Regions from separate parts of the Sus scrofa genome. Here regions 2 and 3 are each linked to region 1. Evidence: chromatin contacts called from public Hi-C and HiChIP or PLAC-seq data. All regions are on one chromosome and are shown on one strand. Each heading gives the region's core, a stretch centred on a gene start, on an enhancer-like site or on the middle of the called end of the contact. The rest is flanking DNA. Distances are from core to core; before and after follow the strand shown.

Region 1 (4,189 bases), core at 992-3,491:
TTCGGTCCCTGGCCTCACTCAGTGGGTTAAGGATCCAGCGCGGCCGTGAGCTGTGGTGTAGGCCACAGACTCGGCTCGCATCCCTCACTGCTGTGGCTGGGTGTAGGCCAGTGGCTACAGCTCCGATTCGACCCTTAGCCTGGGAACCACCATATGCCGAGGATGCAGCCCTAAGAAGACAACAACAACAAAAAATAAAATGGTATATTGTTTAAGCTTAAAAAACACAAAGAAGTATCTGTCCAAGGATTCCTCAGTCCCAAACACAAGTCCAAAAACTGACTGCAGAGGCATAGTGTCACTACAGCATAGTTCAGTCTAAAACGTGCAAATTCAAAAATTTTCTACCAATTAGGTGGTTACAAAGAAATTCACCAAAGATAAACTTAAAACTTAACCTTCAACCTGAGCTGAAGACGTACTCTTACTCCTTTGAAATAAGACTTTACTTTTTTCCCTCCAACGGGCTTCTCGTCCTACTTCATCTCTCTAGAACCCCCCCCAAGTTACCTCTCACCATTGCCTTTTCCCACCGTCATGCATTCACCCGTCTACTAACCCATTAAATACTTACTGAGCGTCCGTCTTGGGTCAGGTCACTTTCTCCCAGCCCGAGATATGCCCACTGTCCTCTCTCCTTCCTCAGGCCATCCCCCCACTCCCCACTCTTCCAGCCTCCGTGTCCCTGCCCTCGTCCCCTTAACCTTTTCAGCCCCCTTGGCTGCGCAGTTCTCCCCCGGTCTCCAACCACCGCCCACCAGCCCGAATCGCCAGGCCGGCTCCCTCTCCCTTTCCCCAGGCTGGGCCCGAAGACCCAAGACCCCTAAAAAGCCTCCCCAGGAGCTCAGAGTCCATACGGCAGCCCACGAAGCCCGCAGACGTCAGCTCCCGAGGTGCTTCCTGACCCACCCAGCGCGGCCCCTCGGGAGCCCAGCCCTGCCATCCCGGGCCCTCGCCCAGGGCGGCCCTTTGGGCTCCTCTCGCCACGCCCCCCGGGCTCGCCCCGTCCTCCGCGGCCCCATCCAGACAGCGCCGCTCACCCTCCCCGGCCCTGCGCCACACTCACTGCTCTCGGGTCCCCAGCGCCGACGGGGCAAAGCCATCCCCTCCGGGACTGCCCCCCGGGGACCGCGCTGATGCCCCATCGCCGCCGCCGTCCGCGCCCTCGCTCATTGCGCTCGGCGCCCCGGACGGCCGTTGGGACCGCCATAGAGACGAGGCGCGGGCAGAGCGGACGGGCGGGCTGGCGCCTCTAGGAGGCGGGAGGCCGCGCTCTCTACTGCTCCCGGCCCCCGCGGGGGTCGGCCGTCCTTCCGCGCCTTTCCCAGCGCCGCCGGGGTCTAGAGCGCCCGGTCCCAAGCCCAGGCGTGGGCGGGGCGGGGCCTCGCCTTGGTCCCCACTCTCACTCCAGCCGGCGTCAGGTGCACCCCGTTCCTTGAGGTGCCCGCCTAAACGCTACCGTATTTGGGGCGCCCCCGGGGGGGGGTGTTGTTTGTAAGGGGCCACTCCAAGCATTGCGTTTTGGAGAAAAGCTGGCGGTGGGGGAGCCATACCGAATATAATCCGACACTGCTCCCCCCAAAGGTGCAGATCACCTCCTCTCTCCACGTCGTGGGCAAATCTGAAGAGTGGGTGGGACAGTCCGTCGCATTATTTGGCTTTCCGGTCAAAGGCTAATTCCATTTGCGGCTGGCATCCTGCCTCGAAAACAGCACTCTGGCCTCTTCTGACTTGACGTCACTCGTGGACAAGGGAATTTATGCCTGGTGAAATGAATGCTCTAGACACCCGCCCCACTCCCGCCTCGCATAAGTAGGCCAGTCATGGGTTTCAGAGTGCTTAGTGAAGAAAGAACTCGGAGAGTCAAGATGCCTGTCTCAGCTCTGCCCCTAACCAGGCATCCAGCCCTATCCAAGAGGCTTAGGCCTCACTTCTGTGTGCCTCGATTTCTTCACCTGCACCTTGCTGCCCCTGCACTGGTGACTGCTTCCCACCAGTGAACCTGAGAGGTATCTGCTTTTTGGTGGGACTGATACTGGAAGTTCGGTAGCATAATCCCAGGGGTCTTAGGGGCCAAAGGTCTGAGGGGAACTTCTGTAGCAGCAAAGACATACTGGTAGTCCAAAGTCCTAGGCAAGACTCTCAAAGGGCCCTAACTAGGCTGCCTTCCAACCAAAACCATGTTTCCTAGGCCACGTTTCTGTTGACATAGCAGAGAGAAGCCCAGTAACAAGTCCCTGGAGGTAAGCGGCATCAACAGTTGCCTTTCCAGCTCATGGAATCCCGATTCGGACTGCATGTGCATCTCCTCTGATGCAAGACGTTCCAAGATCTTCAGGCAACCGCTGATGATAGAATATGGTAAAAGACAGATGGGAGCCTATGTGTGTAGTGATTAAAGAACTCGAGAAAGTGCGTAAGTAACCTTATTACAGAGAAATAAAACCACCCGATGCCACAGTCAATTAGTGCTGCCCTGAGTGAATGGTTGTTGTGATCTTTCCTAGACGCGCTGCTAGAGAGAATAGGCTGGAATGTGACTGAGTGCGTCTTACAAAAGTGTTAGGTTCTAATGAAGAAGCACCCATGAAAGATAAGGCTGTCTTCAATCTGATGTCTTGCCAACACTTAAGATGTTTTTGCTGTGTGTGATAAACGCTATAAACAGTTGTTGGTATGGAGCCCTGGAAAAAAACCACAGTTTATACAGAATTCCTTCTCTGGCTCCAGGATTCCTCTGGCTGTTTAGTCCTGAAGGTTGTGTGGGGCACCATCTCTGATCTCCCAGGGCAACAGATTCTTGGTTGGGGTGGAGAAACTCTATCCCAGCAGAGCTGCCCATCACCAGGGAGAAGCTGGAATGTGCCAAGGAACACGGTCCCTCCCACTCGGTGCCCATTACATGAGTCAAGGGGGAAGCACTGAGAGTACACTGGGTTGCCTGTCTCCCTCTCACTCCACCAATCCCTGCAGCCCGGAACCCTGCGCACCTACAACTTCTCTGAAACTGTGCTTTTGGGAGTTCTCAGCCGCTTCCCAATTGGCAAAATGACAGTCAAGTTCCAGGCAATCCCAGTTAGGGTCATAATGGAAGCATCCTCTGAAAAGGTAGCATGGAGTGAAAACCTAAAAGAGTTTGTCACAGGTTGTGTTCCTGGGGAGCAGAGTGTAAGACCAAGCAGGAGGAAGTTTATTAGGGTGTGCTCTCAAGATCCCCACCTACTGGGGAAGGGAGAGAAGCAGGGTTAGACAGAGGAAGTACTTAGACTGGGGTATGGTTACAACAGAGCCTCAGCTAACACCCTCTCCCCTGACAGAGCCCTGGGAAGCCAGAGTGATCCTTTGGAATTTTGAAGTTTGATTGAAGGAGCTGGGTCTTTATTCGTCGGCATTGACCAGGCATTGAATGCCTGTTTGCTCAGAACAGGAGAATTGATCTTGGGTGATGAGACTCTTCCTCTAAAGGTAATTCCAAACGCCCCAACAGCTGGGATAATAACTCAATCAGTCCCGTACGGGGCTGTCTGGGTCCCACGTCACCAAATCTAGAGCAGAGATCATGGCACAAACATTGCAGCTTTCTGGGAGAAGAGCATTCCAGGCAAAGACAACAGTGAGTGCAAAGCCCCTGAGGTAGAATGAGACAGGAATATCTGGGAAGCAGAAAGAACACAAGTGTAGCTGGAACAGGGTGAACAAGGGGACAGAAGCAGGACGTGAAAGAGCTGGGTCATCGGAAGATTTGGGATTTGACCAAGAAGCAACATGATTTAAGTTTTGTCATGACCATTTTGGCTGGTATGTTGAGGACAGATTTGGCAGGGAAGGGGTTAAAGGCAGCCGTGGGAACACAGGATTTCTCAACCTCATTCAATTGACATGTGGGGGGGGGATAATTCTTTTTTGTGAAGGTCTGTCCTGTGCATTGTAGGATGTTTAGCAGCATCCTTAGCCTCTAAATGGAAGTGGCACCCTCTGCCCCGTTGTGACATCCAAAAATGTCTTATTTTTGTCAAACGTCCCAAGGGGCAAAAATGCCTCCAGTTCAGGCCCCATGACTTAGGGGCCCTTACACTGATCCGGGAGAGAGCAGATGATGACTTGAACCACTGTGATGGGTGTGCTGGTGGTGAGCTGTAGGATTCTGGATACATTTTGAAGACTGTGCTGACTGATCAAAGGGGACTGT
Region 2 (4,189 bases), core at 1,010-3,509, 330 kb after region 1:
CGGATAGGGCAAGTGAGCCCTGCTTCACGACGTAGGCCACTGCCAGCCGCCTCCACCGCAAGGTCGCAGAACAAGCGGGGATTTCTACCAAAAATTCCTCCTTTCCCCCGTCAAATACTAAACAAGGGGACCCCTGGAGCCAACTGCTGCTTGGGCCGCCTCGGGAAAAAGTATTCGGGGGCTGGAAGCACCACACGCACTCTCGCGCACACGCACACAGTGTCCGTGACCATCGGCGGCGGCGGCAAGCGAGCCACCGGAGGGAGTGTGTGCGCGTGTGTGTGTCTCGCTGCGGCCAGCGGTGACCGCGCCGAGCTCCCGGGCCCGCGGCCTCCCAGCACCAGGGAGCTGCGTGGGCTGCGCACGACCGGCCACGCCGCGGGCCTCCCGCTGGTGAAAGATCTCTGCGCGCCTCGGCTCCCGGGCGCCTCTGCCCAACTTGCCCCGGGGCGTTGGGAAGAGCGCGAGGGAGAGAAAGAAAGGCGCTTCCCTCTGGTCGCTCGGGTCCGTCCGGCGCCGCGGAGGACAAGGAGGAAGAGGCGACCGCGGCCGCCCGGCTGTCGCTGCGCCGCGCCGAGTTACCGCGGCCCGGGGCGCGCCCCCGCCAGCCCCTCCTGCGAAACTTTTTCTTTTTGGATCGCCCCACCCGAAAAGTGCGGCCAGGGCGGGGGAGGCCGGCGGGCCGGGTTCGCGGCGGCGGCGGCGGCGGCGGCGGCGGCGGCGGCGGCAGCGGCGGCGGGCGAGGAGGAAGTGGTGCTGGCGGGAGCGCGGCCGGGCAGAGGAAATGCCCAGCCAGCCCGGCCCCCGCCCGCGCCCGCGCCCGCCGCCCGGCTCGCCCCGGGCCCCCGCCCCGCTGCGACTTTGGCGGGCCGAGCCCGGCGCGGCAGTGGTGGTGGCGGCGGCAGATGTGGCCCGGCTGCCCGGAGAAGCCAACAATGCGGGGCCGGCAAAACAAAAGGGTTCCACTTCGCCTCCTTTCCCGTCTTTCACTTGCGCTCCCGGGGCGCCGCGCGGGATCCCCTGCCGGCAGGGGCCGCTCCCCTGGGGGCCCCGAGCCGAGCGCGCCCCGGTTTCCCAGTGGACCCTCAGCTCCCCTCCCCCGCCCCCGCCCCGCAGGCGAAAGGCCCGGCGCGCTCGGACTCCCGGTCCCGAGGGATCCGGGTGTATTGTCCCCGCGGCGTGCCGCGCGCTCGGCCTGGGTCGCTGGCAGCCCCCGCGCGCGCACCCACCGGCCTCGGGGAATGGGAGCCGGGGGCACCTAGGAAACCGTCGCCGAGACGCCGCCGCCGCCGCTGCCCTCCGGACGCCGCCGCACTCGGGGTTTCTTTTTTTTTTTTTTTTTTTTTTTTTTTCCCAATCCTGATGGGAAGGAAGGTGACCGCCTACTTCGCATTCATCAACTCTCATCACAACAACAAAAATCCTGGCGCAAACGGCGGCCAGCGGGCGCGATCCGCGGTGGCGGGGGGGGGGGGCGCGGGCAAGGACCCCCAGGCCGGCGCCCACCCCCAAGCGCCGAGCAGGGACACCGGGCCGGGGGCGCAGACCAAAGATGTCCTCGGATGCCGGCTCCGTGTCCTTCGCCCTCCTCCTCCTCCCCCAGTGGCGCAGTGAGGCGCGGGCGCGGCGCCCCCAGCCCGTGGCCGCAGGTGAGGCGGGGGCGGGGGCGGCGGCGGCCCCAGCCCTCCCCCGGGGCCCCCCTTACCTCGTCCTGGGCCGCCGGCGTCCAAGGCGAAGGGCGCCCACCCGGGAGGCGGCGGCGGCGGCGGCGGCGGCGGCGGCAGCGGCGGCGGCTCCCGCCCCTCCCACCCCACCCGGCGGCGGTGGCGGTGGCGGCGGCTGTGCGGCCCCCCCCTCAGCGCGGCATGGCTCCCGGCTCCGTCCCTCGCTCCTTGGGCCGCCGCCGGCTCTTCTGGGCCGCTCCCGGGCCACCTTAAAATGACACACGCACACAGGGACACACACACAAAAACTTAATCTCTCCAGCTCCCCGCCCCTCCCCCTACTGCCCTTCCCTCTCCTCCCCCTTCTCTCCCCTCCCCACCCTATCCCTCCCCTTCCCTTCCTCCTCCTCCCCTCACCGCCGAGCCTCTTCCTACTTCCCCACCCACCCCACCCCCTTCCTCCGCCCACCCGGCTCCCGATCCTCCCCAGCTCCGTCCCGGCCCCACGCCCGCCGGCCGGGAGGGGGCTGCGCTGGGGGTCCCCGGCCCGCCCTCGCCCCGCGCTTCGCTCACCCCCAAGAGGATGCTAATTCCAACTTGGATCGGGGGAGGGAGCGTCCTGGATGCCGAGCGCCTCCCGGCTATTTGCTCTTCTTTATTTGTTTTCTCCTCCGGGGAAGGAGGAGGAAAACGGAGAGAAAAGGAAAGGGAAAGAAGCGACGCCGACTGCGTCTCCCGGTGGCCGCTGGCTGCGCAGGAGCGAGGCGGGAGGCGAGGTGAGGGTCGCCGCCCGCTCACTCCTCGCTCCTTTTTTTTTTTTTTTTTTTTTTTTTTTTTCTCCTTTTTTCTTTTTTTTTTTTGGGCAAAGGCGGGGTCTCTCTTTGCAAACCAATGACACAACCCCACATGGGCCGGCCTCGCCCCCTACGGATACTCTTCACTACAAATCGGCTCTCTCGGGGATTAGTGGCTCCGCGAAAGTGCACACAGGCGCGGCGGGCGGGCGAGGGGGCCGGGCGCGGCGGGCACTCCCCGGCCAGGCCCCGCCCGGGAGGCCCTCGCGTAACGCTGGGGCCCTGGCGGCAGGGGTGGGGGTCCAGCGGCGGCGGCGGCCAGGAGTCCGGCCCTGCCTTCGCCCTCCTTCCTCCTCCGCCCCTTCCACGTGGGGCCCCGGGCGGCCGGCCACGTGGGGGGACGCGAGCCCGGGCGGACCGCGGCGCGGCGCCCCGAGGCGGCCCTGGCTCCTTCGGGCCCCCGCCGGGCCCACGGCGCCGACGACCTGCCCCCTTCCCGGCCCCACGGCTCCAACTTCCTCCCGGGCCCCCGCGCCGGCTGCCTGTGCCTTCTCAAGGCCCGCGGGGTCAGGCGCAGGCCGGCCACAGGGGGCACTTGCGCTCCCCAAATCCGGATCCGGGAGACGGTGCCCGCGCCTGGCCCGAGGGGCGGCGATAGCTGTGGGTGCGCGCAGAGGGAGCCCTGTGTGCTGGAACTTGCAGCGGTTGCGTTCCCTACAAGAAGCAAAAACATTTTTTACACATCAAAAAAAAAAAATGTTCCTTCCTGTTGCTTGGATCTCGCCGGGGCTATTTTTAAAGCCTCGCCTTGGGTGGGAGCTCCGGGCCTCGCGGGACGGAGGCGCTCTGCGGCCGCAGCGGCTCCAGAGAATCAAGGACCTGGGCTCGCGCGCCGCCCCAACGCGCCGAGGTTAGTGTCTGAACACCAGGATCCAGGCCGAGCGCCGGCCGCACCTAGACGAAATTGCACGCCCGTGACCCGCGGTGTGGGAGCCCAGTTTGCGGAAAGGAGTCAGCGGCTGCGGGCTGGGAGGGCTCTTTTGCCTGCGCCCCAGAGCCCCCCAAACTCATCTCACGTCTCTGAGATCGGCCGCGCGTCCTGCAAGAGCCCCTCTTGGGCTGAATGGAGCCCTTAGTCTCGATCTGTTTAAAAACCATATTGAGATGTTAGGAACTGGATTGAGACGTTGAGCAGCAAAGGCGTGGGAAGGGGTGTGTGAGGTCTGGCCTCTGCAGGCCGCAGGGACTGCCATGCCCGGATCTGAGTGGCGGAGTTGAGCCTCCCACGTACCCGGAGTGCACCACACCCTACCAACCGGAGGAAACTTGGGCTGGGGCCTGGGGCCAGAGAAAGGGCCACCGAACCGCTGGACCCTCTTCTGCATCCCGAAGAGCTCTGCTCTAGGCCTCTCGGTCTATTGACATTTTTAAAACTCCAGCGCCCGCCCGCAGCGGGGGGTGAGTTCTCGCTACTCGTTTGCTAAAGCTGCGCCCAGGTTGGCCTGTGCGACAGGCAATGTGGGGGCCTTGACTCCGGATGACCGTTTTATCATCAAACAATAGGTTTTCAAACCCCACTGAAGACCTCCTAGAAGTGCTGGCAGTGCCGGGCCAGGCATTTAAAACGCACTAGCTCAGAAAATTCAGTTACTAAGATGTCCGAAGCTGGTTTTCTACTTGTCCTAATAGGCCCGGGCCAGGCCAGCTGAGTGGCTCCGGAGTCTACGGTAC
Region 3 (4,189 bases), core at 981-3,480, 330 kb before region 1:
ATGAGCTGTGGCTTATGTAGGCTGAAGATGCCACTTGGACCCCCCGTTGCTGTGGCTGTGGCATAGGCCAGCAGCTGTAGCTCTGAATGGACCCCTGGCCTGGGAACCTAGAAAACAAAGACAAAAGACAAAACAAAAAAGCTAAAGGGAGGCAAAAATGACTGCAATATTATAGTACTTGTTGCATGTCCTACATCCCCGCCTGGCAAGGTCCCTCATGACAAAGGCTGAGTAAGTGCATCTCTGTATCAACACAGCCCCAACACAGCAAGTTCTAGACAGTCACGGAATGTTGAGTTGATCCTCTCTGCAAGCGAGAAATTACACACATCTGGAAAAACAGCTAGGGAGAAAAGGCAAAAGCAATGTTTACAAAACCTTAAAGCAAACCAAAAAGGGGGTGGGCTGGAACGTACCTTTCCCTCTCTCCAGGGCCACAGGTAAAGGATGGTAGTTGTGGGCCCCATATTTAGCTTCCCGCTCAAAAATGTAATCAGAGGATGGAGGCCCTTGGATGGTTCTTTTCGTTGCAACAGACGTCGCAGAAGCCACTGTAGAATGAACGCCACGACGAAGGAGAGTGACGGTCTGCAGATGGGCTAGTTTGGAAAACATGGTGTCCTTCAAGGAGGAAGACCAGCAACCTGTCCAAAAAGTGAAGGCGTAGAGAGTTAAGACCTTCCGGAGCAGAGGCAGGTCAACTCCCTTGCTGAGCCTTTACCAAAGGGTCAGGAAAAGAAGAGAGAACTAAGAGCCGACTTGAGCCTTGCCTCTGGGAAGCCTGAAGGTGCCCCGGGGAGGACAAGCAGGGACACATTTACAGTAAAACCCAGCAAGCACTGGCGTGGTGTGCAAAAAGTGCTGCAGGCTGGAAACTGCAAGGAGACCAATGAAAGGTGGAAAGGCTTTTTCTTTCCACCAACTCCTTCGCATACCATCCGAAGGTTGTATAATAAAGACACACACACAGCTACACACACAGGTACACCTTCTCCCTGGGGCATTCAGCCAAGGCTGAACAGCGGAGTGACTCAAGAGTTGGCACCTAATCTTGGAGACTGAGGAACCACTCAGAAAATATTTATTTACGTGGGGGTGTGAGACTTTCAAAGATAAGAGCCCAGAGCCAGAGACCAAATCAGAGGCGCAGGCTGCCTGGGAGCCGTTGGGGGGGGGGGGGGGGCGCAGAGGGGCTGAGGACTGCTGTGCATATCAGCTCTGTCCTAGTGAAATTAAGAAAGGATTTGGCTCTACATAGGTAACAGGGATGAACCAAAGCGAAAAGAGATGAGGAAAGGAAAAGTGATTTCTTGGGGGAAGGGAAGGGCTGCTTAGAAAGGCAAAACCTGTTTTTTAGCCACAATTATCTAAAACTTCTATAGGTCCAAATCATCATACACAAAGGTGAAAGGTAAGAAGATGGGGAAAAAATGTTTTGTAATGTATAGCAAACAACCTTTGAGGAGCTTTTTAAGTGGAAGAGACCAGACACAAAATAAAACAGTATGTATGAGATGCAATGATGCAACTCTGAAAAGAAAACTGTCTACCCTGCTAAGACGGTGGTTCCTATAAAATTAACCCCCAAAAAACTGCACCACAAAAGCAACTGTTTAAAGGAGAAAAAGGCAACCAGGAACTAGAGAGTATCAAGTTATGACAAGCCAAGAAGTTTAGTAATAAATCTTAAATATCACTGAGCAAACTGGCATTCATTCGCTCACAATCTATTTATATATTTCAGAGTCAATTTCTCTCCTCTCACCAGCACCAGCCGGAAGACCAGCCCCCATCACAGTTCTTCACAAGGCTTTGTAACCAACTGTATCACTGAGAGTCCTGATAAGCCATGAAGTACATTCTGAGCTAAGGAAGAAGCCAAAAGTAACAAGAAAACGGGAAAATACACAGCAACCATGTGAGGGCAGGGGGTGGGGGGATATTTTTTAAAGATAAATTCAAGATTAGTGGAAAGTTGCCAAACATGAAACGTACTTAATATGTCTATAGCTATTTTTTTTTAAAGAGTAGTTAATTCATGTTTCAACAGAGCTCTGTCAATAAGTCAAGCCAGCACGCAGTCTGAACTGCCAGATTAGCAAAACCTATTACTTGGAACTTGGCTCGCTTCCCAATCAACTTGGCACTACCCAGTAAATCCAATATGTTCAGGCATTCGCTAAACAAAATCCAGCACTTGCCAAGACTCACCCAACTATCCTTTCTTCCCACAGTACAGATTAATTACAGATTTTTTCACTGGAGATCCAGCGACGTCTTCAGAGCGTTCAGTAACTCCTGAAATAAATTGCAGACGTATGTGCCTAAGTGCATTTTTCGAAGATCCCTAATTTCCACTAGATTTTATTTCAAAGAAGTGTATTAACCACAACAAAAAAAATTACATACGAATCATTACACTGGAGATAGCCGCTAGCAAAAATGCAAAAACTTCTGGTTATACTTGACAGAACTCACCCAAAATATTAAGTCTCAAACATTGATTTTAGGACTTCTCTTGTGGCGCAGCGTTATCACTGCTGTGGCACAGATTCAATCACTGGCCAGGGAACTTCCATGTGTTGTGGGCCCAGCCAAAAAAAAAAAAAAAAAGCAAACAAACAAATAAATAAATAAAACATTGATTGGTTTTTAACTTTATTTCTTGACTAGAGACGCAGTAAGCATTAATGCTCTGTTTGACCAACTTAAAAAAAAAAAAATTTACTTTTCGCCTTGATCAAATTAGCAGTAAAACACAGTGTCACTTAGATACCGTTTTTTTTTTGTTTGTTTGTTTGTTTTTGTTTTGTTTTGTCTTCTTGCCATTTCTTGGGCCGCTCCCGTGGCATATGGAGGTTCCCAGGCTAGGGGTGCAATCAGAGCTGTAGCCACCGGCCTATGCCACAGCCACAGCAATGCGGGATCCAAGCCACACCTGCGACCTACACCACAGCTCACGGCAAGGCCGGATCCTTAACCCAATGAGCAAGGGCAGGGATCGAACCCGCAACCTCATGGTTCCTAGTCAGATTTGTTAACCACTACACCACGACGGGACCTCCTAGATACTATTTAAACTGAAACACGGGGGAAAAACTGTAATTGCAATGTATACATGTAAGGATAACCTGACCCCCTTGCTGTACAGTGGGAAAATAAAAAAATTAATTAAAAAAAATAAATAAACTGAAATACTTTCTGAAAAAAATCTCTAACCACAATAAATAAAAGCCTTAAAAGTGTTTGTGCTCTTAGACAACTAATTTCACCTTTTTTTGGAGGAAACAGAAAAATTTTAATTGCCAGGCTACTTAGTGCTGTGCTCTCTGACTTCACTCTTAAGATTCTTTTTTTTTTTTTTTTTGGCCGCACCTGAGGCATAGGCAAGTTTCCAGGCAAGGGATAGAATCCCAGCTGCAGTTTCGACCTACACCGCAACTACAACACCGGATCCTTAACCTGCTGCGCCACAGTAGGAACTCCCGGTTTCAAGACTCTATTCGAAAGAAATAGGACGGTGGACATTCGTGAATAAAGCATGTTCAACAATGTGAGAATGGTTCAGCATAATCACATAATACATTCTCATTTAAAATAATTACAGTTCTTAATGACAAGAAGAGATTTTGTTCGTTTTTTGGGGTTTTTTTTCTTGTCTTTTCTAGGGCCGCATCTGCGACATATGGAGGTTCCCAGGCTAGGGGTCTCATTGGAGCTGTAGCTGCCGGCCTATACCAGAGCCAGAGCAATGCGGGATCCAAGCCGCGTCTGCGACCTACACCACAGCTCACGGCAACGCCGGATCTTAAACCCACGGATTGTGGCCAGGGATCGAACCCACAACCTCATGGTTCCTAGTCGGATTCATTAACCATGATGGGAACTCCCATAAAGATGAACGCTAAACATTTTTTCAACTGGGAAGTCAAACAGTTTAATGCATCAAATGCACTAGGATCCTGTAAGCACGTTTCTATTAAAGAACCTTCTGTGTTCAACTTACTGTGCTTGGCATAAGAAGCATTAGACCAGAATTAAGATGGGCTTAAAAATAGCCAACATCAACAATCTCCTCCTACAAAAAGGCTTGGAAAACCAGGACAGTAGCGTGTTAAGTTCCTCAGAGTTTGGAGACCAGGACTTAAATTCTAGCTGGGTTCTTAAGGGTAGCTTTGTTTGAATGACT

The links. A called contact is a pair of places that touch in the nucleus more often than the background predicts. HiChIP or PLAC-seq counts read pairs in DNA pulled down with a chosen protein or histone mark.
Region 2: a Hi-C map of liver shows a contact between it and region 1, with 3 times the contacts expected there. The contact joins the promoter of LOC110256807 here to the promoter of ABRAXAS2 in region 1. A contact is called at or near these places in 3 of 47 Hi-C or Micro-C datasets (heart right ventricle, liver and subcutaneous adipose tissue) and 1 of 2 datasets of contacts at active chromatin or transcription factors (alveolar macrophages).
Region 3: an H3K27ac HiChIP or PLAC-seq map of alveolar macrophages shows a contact between it and region 1. The contact joins the promoter of OAT here to the promoter of ABRAXAS2 in region 1. A contact is called at or near these places in 1 of 5 promoter capture datasets (liver) and 1 of 2 datasets of contacts at active chromatin or transcription factors (alveolar macrophages).

The regions. Positions count from the first base shown.
Region 1 is chr14:134,153,440-134,157,628 of Sscrofa11.1, forward strand. It overlaps ABRAXAS2 (BRISC complex subunit Abro1), which reads left to right and starts at 2,242. Exons shown (of 11, transcript XM_021073619.1): 1 at 2,242-2,416; 2 at 3,318-4,189. EEF1AKMT2 (protein-lysine N-methyltransferase METTL10) reads right to left here and starts at 1,227. Exons shown (of 7, transcript XM_013983843.2): 1 at 1,067-1,227. The coding sequence starts at 1,173.
Region 2 is chr14:134,486,439-134,490,627 of Sscrofa11.1, forward strand. It overlaps LOC110256807, which reads left to right and starts at 2,260. Exons shown (of 1, transcript XM_021073633.1): 1 at 2,260-4,189. The coding sequence starts at 2,288. The coding sequence ends at 3,373. It overlaps CTBP2 (C-terminal-binding protein 2), which reads right to left and starts at 2,367. Exons shown (of 11, transcript XM_021073631.1): 1 at 2,238-2,367.
Region 3 is chr14:133,822,549-133,826,737 of Sscrofa11.1, forward strand. It overlaps OAT (ornithine aminotransferase), which reads right to left and starts at 2,231. Exons shown (of 10, transcript NM_001185141.1): 1 at 2,212-2,231; 2 at 417-644. The coding sequence starts at 615.